Regions from separate parts of the Mus musculus genome. Here region 2 is linked to region 1. The links are chromatin contacts, called in public Hi-C maps. All regions are on one chromosome and are shown on one strand. Each heading gives the region's core, a stretch centred on a gene start, on an enhancer-like site or on the middle of the called end of the contact. The rest is flanking DNA. Distances are from core to core; before and after follow the strand shown.

Region 1 (3,526 bases), core at 565-3,064:
CCATGTATTCAAATGTTTTACCGGTAAAATCACATGAAAAGCCTTTATTCCTCCTAAATCTTTTTGCTGCCAGCCACTGAACTCGTTTTTTAAAGGTCTCAGTAAGTATATACATCTCCCCACCCAACCACCCACATCTCTTCACCCAAGCCTTCTCCGTGCCTGGTGTGCCACAGCTCCCCCAAGTGGCAGAAATCAGTATTGGTTTGGCGGTATTTTTTTGGAAGAAAGTCGAGTGTACTCAAAGACTGTGAGCACAGAAACAATTGTTACAAGCCTGTTCCCAATCTGTTTCTCATCTGCTAATGAAGACCTTCTGGTTTTTCTCCGTTTTCTGCTCCCACGTTTCTGTTTTCTGAGCCAAGGAGTGAGGATAGTTCTGAGAATTGAGCATTACAGAAGGGGCAGGCCTAGGGGAAACAAGGAGGAAAAGATGACTTGCCTAGAAAGAGTTTATTCCTGTTACTTTTTAAAAGAGAGAAAAGGATTGGATAGCCACAGAACGAGGAGGACAGAAACATGGGAGGAACACAGCAGCATCTATGGACTGGGGTGTGATGGGATGTAACCTTGCCACTTTGGAGGTTGCTGGGATGACAAAGGTCAGAGAGTCTAATATTTTAGATGCTCCTTAAGTCTCTCTCTTTCCTTCTTTTTCCAACCCTCACCTCAGGAGAGAACCTAGGGCCATTCTCTTCTACACCATCTGTCTTTAAATCAATCCACAGCGAATGCTTAGGCTCTGTAAGGTCTTTTATGTGGGAGTACACAAAGGCTCAAGTGTGAGAGACTGATTGGGACCAGGGTGATATTTGGCTCACATGACTATCCAGGGGTCTACATTTGAAGAAAATGCAAAGCCGTTGGCTTAACAGCAGATGTTTCAGGTCCATCTTAGAGACAGTCTGTGGCTGCACTAAAGCTGGTGACTTGCAGAGGCCAAACAGTCGGAATCGCTGGAGAAGGACAGGCTGAAACCCTATGGAGAAACAGCAAAAAGAAAAGAAAAAAAAAAAAAAAAAGCCCCTGTGCCTAGTGGCACTACCCCTCCCCCCAGGAGGCAGCAACTATGTAACTTTATTAGTGGCTCTAAGCAGCTCGCAGCTCTGAAGACTGCTGCCCAGCTGCTCTCTCCCTTCTCAGATGTGCAATACAAATTAATTTGCCAAAACATCCAAGAGTCATCTTTGCACTAAATGATGCATGATTACAAAAACACACTTGCTGGCTATTTCTGGCCTCACCACATTCATTACCATGATTTGCTAAACATTTATGAGCTCATCACGATTTGGGGGTAGCAACAGCTTGGTAAGAGCCAGGAGGACCCTGTGAGCACACTATGATGTTCCTTCTGGGAGGCAGGGCTTCGTATTTATCTGTTGCTGTTCCCAAGCAAAAATATTAGACTGTGCTCCAGAGGGCTGGGGAAGCAGGCTTTCCTATGTCACTATTGGTCATTAACTCCACGAGTATTTCCTGTCTTGTGTGATAAAGATTTTTACAAAGTAATAATAGAACGGGTAAAAAAGTAACAGTTGAATATGAAAAATATTTTTAAAAAAAGAAGAAGAATCAATCAGAAGGAAGAGAGTCAGAGAAAACACGCAAGAGTCACAGTTTGTAAAGCATTGATGACTTTTTAGGTCTCTGCTTTTCTCCAGCAAATGGGAAACATCCCAGCCCATGGGGAAGGATGACTTCTGACTTCAGAGCGAGCGGAAGCACTTTTCTTTGACTTAGAGACTCCCTTTGTCTCACAAAGCTACGAGGCTGCTTGCCTTTTTTGAATTGATTAAGTCTTGAAAGGAGCTGGGCTTGTCCTTGTCTGGTGTGTAGCCCAGACATTCTCAAGAAATTCGCTGTGTCTCTGCCAGACCCAGCCTGCAACATCTGAGCAGGGTCAGAGGTCCCTCAAGCCTTTCCTCCTGGCAGGAACATCTTAGGTTCCTGCTTACAGAAGGGCCAAGATGTCACCATGTGCCTGCCTGCACTCTCTGCCACTTTCTGAAAGGAAAGGCCAGAGCTGGCTTTTACTTAGAGGTTGTGGAAGGCTCCACTGTAATTAAACAGGACAACATCAAAGTTGGCTCTGCCTCCAGCAAGACAGACTGCTAGTCAAGGTCTTTGTTTCCAGCCTTACAAGTCACTTGATCCTTTTTTTTTTTTTCTCCTGTAAATGCAAAGAAGGAAAAAAATCCCTACAAGGCAGAACAAGAAAGATGTTGAGGAAAAGTCAATAAAACAATTTGCTCTTCAGGGGACTAGCAGGCAATTTCCACTGTGATCTCCCGTATCTGCATCCTCGTTCTGTGTCTGATGTATCAATTTTGAAGACGAACCTCTCTATATTGAACTTTTGGATTATCGCCTGTTTGTTGGCTGAGGGCACAGGCTTTTAATTATCTCCATGAAGAATGTCCTTATTGGATTTCAGAAACAAAGGTGTGCCTATATCCAGGGATGAGAAACATATAGAAGCCCGTATTAATTCACAGGCAAGACAAGAACTTTTTTTGTAACTCGCTTGCACCTGTGAGCTTGCACACTGGAAGGCCCAGAGAAGAGAGGCCTTGCCCGCTGAGCCTCTCTGGCACGATGCCCAAACCTCAGGGCGACACGGTCAAGTGATTTAAAGGTGAAATCAATTATCTGCATGCTTATGTGGCGTGGTGCCAAATAACCAACTTGGTAAGTGTTTAAGTGCTTGAAGCTTGGCAATCACCTAGCTTTGAGTAAATCTCGGTTTCCTTTGTATTAAACCCTGTCTGTCTCCTCCTGTCCTTCTGTGGATGTTTTTTTTCCCTTCTCTCCAGTTTGAGGAATTTTATGTCATCAAAAAGAGAAAACTTTACCTCCTTCCTTTCCCTTATAGGTGACAAGATGACATTGACTGCGAGCATCTGACTGGTTGAAACACAGGAGCAGTGCACTTACATAGGACAGGATTTTCTGAGGACAGAGGAGGCTGCTGACGCAGAGGCACGCTCCCCGTCAGCCACTACAACTGTTCTATTATACGATGCTATTATACGAGATGCTTAAACAAAGTCCTGAATGCAAGGCTCTGAAAGAGACATATCAAGGAGAGATGGCTGCCAGTCACAATAAGCATAGGAAACAGAAACTTTCAGAAACTCGGGACAATAAAAGGGTCAGAGTGGACCCTGCCCCCACCAAGAAAACATATCTACGGACAGGAGAAAGACAGAGGTAGAAGGCTTTCCACCCTCTCTGACTCCCACTGCAGTGGCCTGCATCTACTTACTGTCTTACTATCAGCAAAGCCTAGTGAGGGCAGACCACTGGTAAGTTTTTGAGAGAAGCTGAAGGTAATGGGTTGTCGAAAGCAATGACTTCCCAGCAAAGCTAGGCTTATCCATAAAAATAAAACCAAGTAACAGCCATTCTAGGAGTGGCTACTATTTCCTGTGTTGCCCTTGATCCTGCCTTCAATGAGACAACAGAATAGGGTAAACTGGGGGCCTGAAGCCCTTATAGCAGTACTGAAAGATCAGTATATGAA
Region 2 (3,512 bases), core at 693-3,192, 160 kb before region 1:
ACATGACATTCGTGTAAAGACTCCAAATGGAGAGCCCTGAGAGAACCAACCAGGCATACACTGAAAAACCCATACTTTCCAGAATGGAAAGGAAAGACCGTCAATGATGGACTTAGAGGGGAAATCGGTAATCTAAAATTATATTTAACTTTAAGTGAAAAAGCAAAATTCTCTAAAACTTTTAGAAGTAATAATATTTATTTATTTATTCATTTATTTATTATGAAGCCATTTGTTTATTTATGACTTAAAGTCTGGAAGCTACTTTTTTAATCAAAGCAAGTGAGATGACTAAATACAGACCTTTAACTTGCTACTTTTTGTTTATCAAAATATAGCACATAGGAAGTGAAAGTGGGAGCTAGCTGCAAGGTCCTACAAAAGTACGAATCCCACCATGAGGCGCATGCCTGTCACACCAGCACCTGGGAGACGGAAGCAGCATTAAGAGTCTGGAAATCTCTGGTGATAAATGTCACCCAACAAGCCCATGCCACCTAACCCTTGCAGAACAGCCTCCCCACACAGAACCAAGCATTCAAGTGTATGAGCCCACGTGAGCCGTGCTCATTCAAACCACCACATGATTCATTAAGGCCCTTCTCTGAATGATTAGATAAAAGCAGGTGGGTGCATGTTACAGTAATATAGTCCTGTTATTATAGGTTGATGAATAAAATAGTTCAGCCTCCACAAAAAAAAGAAAGAAAGAAAGAAAGAAAGAGAGAAAGAATGAAAGAATGAAAGAAAGAAAGAAAGAAAGAAAGAAAGAAAGAAAGAAAGAAAGAAAAGAAAAGAAAAAAGAGAAGAAGGGTTCAACCCCAGGCTCACCTACATAGCAAGTTCTAGACCAGACTGAATTGCATAATGAGTCCTCATCTCAAATAGACAAAAAAGCAAAACACGGTAACTGCAACACAGACATAAGAAAATGTCAGCGTGGCTTTTAAAATGACCAAAGATTGGACATAGGGGCCTGGCCAATGGGACAGCTTAGGGGAAATAGTTCTTGACACCACAGTGGCACGAGAGAACCAGTTCTCACCGGTCCTCTGACCTCCGTGTATACGCATAGTGGTATCCTTAGATCATCAATCCCTCACAGCCATACAAATACACACATAACAAAAAATGAGTACACGTGCAAGCTCTGACTGCTAGTTGAAGTATTTATTAGCTAATAGAAACTGAAAGCCAGGGACCAACCACGTGTGTCAACGAAGCAGGGGGTGATAGGCCACGGAAGAACTGCAGTGTACAGCGTTAGTAAGCATCACAGCTCCACAGCCCCAATGGGGGAGCAACCTCAGGCGCAAAATGTTGATTTAAAAAAGCAAGCTTTAGGAGAAACCACATCTACAAAACATCTTGTATGAATTTTAAATGCTATATTCTCTCAGATACATGTTTAAAATGCATTACAACTAAAAAAAAAAAAAGCAAGCCAAGGAAAATATAAAAACTAAATGAATACCTGGTACAAGAAGTATGGTACCTGTTTCCTAAAGTTGTACAGGCCGGAATTTCTTTCCCCCTGACTATCTTACCTCTGGTCTGTTACATGCTGACAGGATCCAGTGACATTGAGAAAAGAAAAGAATGAAAAGAACAGCAACAACAACAAAAGCCAAACAAACAAAACACCCAGACCCACTGAAACCTGCAACGAAAATCACTGCAAGTCCTGAGATGTCAGAGTTTAAGTGTCCCTGTGATGACTGTTTCCCCAGATGAACAAATACACAGTCAGTGCAGGGTTCTTTCTGTTTGTCCTATTTTGTGATGGGATTCTTAACTCTGTTTTGAGTACATCTCCGTGGCTTAAAATATCTTACCTTCAGGCTTACACTCTGGTTGGGGAACCAGACTGTTGACCCGAAGATAGAGGGATGGATCTTTCTGAATAGGTCCCCCGCTGGGTGGGAATTATATCGGAAAATGAAATCGACCACACTTAGATAGCCTTTCGATGAGAAACGGCCTCCGAGCCCGAGGGTCATTAGACCCATCAGGGAAAAAGCTAAGTGTGGAATCATATGAAGCTAGAAAAATAAAGCAGTCCTTAGACAATAACAGATCAAATGTTCACCCTCAGGTAGTGGCACGAAGTAAGGTAGCAAATCCAGAGAAACATTTACTGATCTCCCGCTGGAGAGCCCACCCCCGCAGCCTGGCCTATGGGCGAGAGCCGTGTGCAGTCATTTTCTCCAACTGCTTCCGTCCCCACCCGACAGACGCAGCTTCGCCACCGACCTTTGATTTATACCTACAGCATTTTTCCTCTCTGCTGGCGGCATCCTTATTCTTTGCTTTTTTTTTTTTTTTTTTAAATAGAGAGTGCTTTCAAATAACTTTAACAATATTTGCCTTTCACAGTCTGAAGTCTCTTCTTATTTTTTTTTTTCTTCTCTTTCTTTCCTCTCTTTGTGGAATCCTTTTCAATCTCTCCTGGCTTGAGTTATTTCTCAGTGTTGGCTGACCGTCTACTGGGTAGACCCACATGTTTCTCTGGAGTCTCAATGTGTTAACCGTTCTTAAACACAAACACACAGATGCGCCTCCCTTCTCTTCCAGTATGGTGTCAGTGCTCCAGTCTTAAAGACTTTCATGCTTTCTCCTTAGCTCCTATATTTTTAAAGATTAAAAAATAGATCTTTTTTTTAACGTAATATGAAATTGATTTTTGCTTAAAGAATGTTAGGATATATTCAGGTCCAGAATTAATAGAGAGATATGAAATATTTAAAGTGCTTCATTTAATTTTAAAGGCTCTTTTCACAGATGCATCAAAATGCTAAATATATGCCCTACCTTATACCAGACTGCTTGACCAAAATTATCCCAACAACTATATACAGCAGAGTATCTTCTGGAAAGTAATGATCAGGTAGGTTTTCTATTTTCACCCATGTCATAGCCTTGGGTCAAGTGACATCTAGTCAGTATACTCTGCTTCTTCAACTGTATTAAAGTATATTAGAAATTGGAACATCTATTGATCAATATGAGAAATAAAATAGAGACTTTATCATATAGGATTCAGCTGCTGCCAATTTTAGAACAAAGCTTGTATGGATATTTGAGGAACAGGAAGTGTGAGCACCATCTATGGTTCATAACCATCCATGTGTCGCTTTCCTGCTGCCTATGTTTCAGGCACTTCCTATGCTGCTGTCTCCCTCTACTGATAGTTTCCTTGTTTGTGTGTGTGTGTGTGTGGGTGGGGGGGGTGAGGAGGAGATGTCACTGTTTTTTCCAGGGCTCCATGTGATCTGGCCCAAGCCAATCAGAACATGTCTCAGATGCAGTGACATGTGATCTGGCCCAAGCCAATCAGAACACTCCTCAGATGCAGCGAGGAAAAGAGGAGATGATGTTATCAGCTACGATGAGAAAAATAGTTGGCATTTCCTAGAACTTCCATTGGAGCACCGTGTGCCTCTGTGATGGTTAATCATGGAGATCAAACTGACTGAAGTGAGCGATGCCTTCAAGCTTAGGAAAGCCACCTC

Evidence for each region. Hi-C and Micro-C count contacts between places; a contact is called where the count stands out from the background.
Region 2: a contact with region 1 is called in a Hi-C map of the N1E-115 cell line, with 2.9 times the contacts expected there. The contact joins two enhancer-like sites. A contact is called at or near these places in 5 of 484 Hi-C or Micro-C datasets (the HPC-7 cell line, the N1E-115 cell line and embryonic stem cells).

The regions. Positions count from the first base shown.
Region 1 is chr17:64,913,574-64,917,099 of GRCm38.p6, reverse strand. It overlaps the pseudogene Gm4701. Among named protein-coding and RNA genes, the nearest start is that of Gm25344, 30 kb to the left of the region's middle. Within about 2 kb of position 1,814, at least 38 of the 459 cell types and tissues checked have an H3K27ac peak or open chromatin away from gene starts, as enhancers often do. A contact at or near this core is called in the N1E-115 cell line, where this site is marked.
Region 2 is chr17:65,074,846-65,078,357 of GRCm38.p6, reverse strand. No RefSeq gene overlaps it. Among named protein-coding and RNA genes, the nearest start is that of Gm35228, 25 kb to the left of the region's middle. Within about 2 kb of position 1,942, at least 6 of the 459 cell types and tissues checked have an H3K27ac peak or open chromatin away from gene starts, as enhancers often do. A contact at or near this core is called in the N1E-115 cell line, where this site is marked.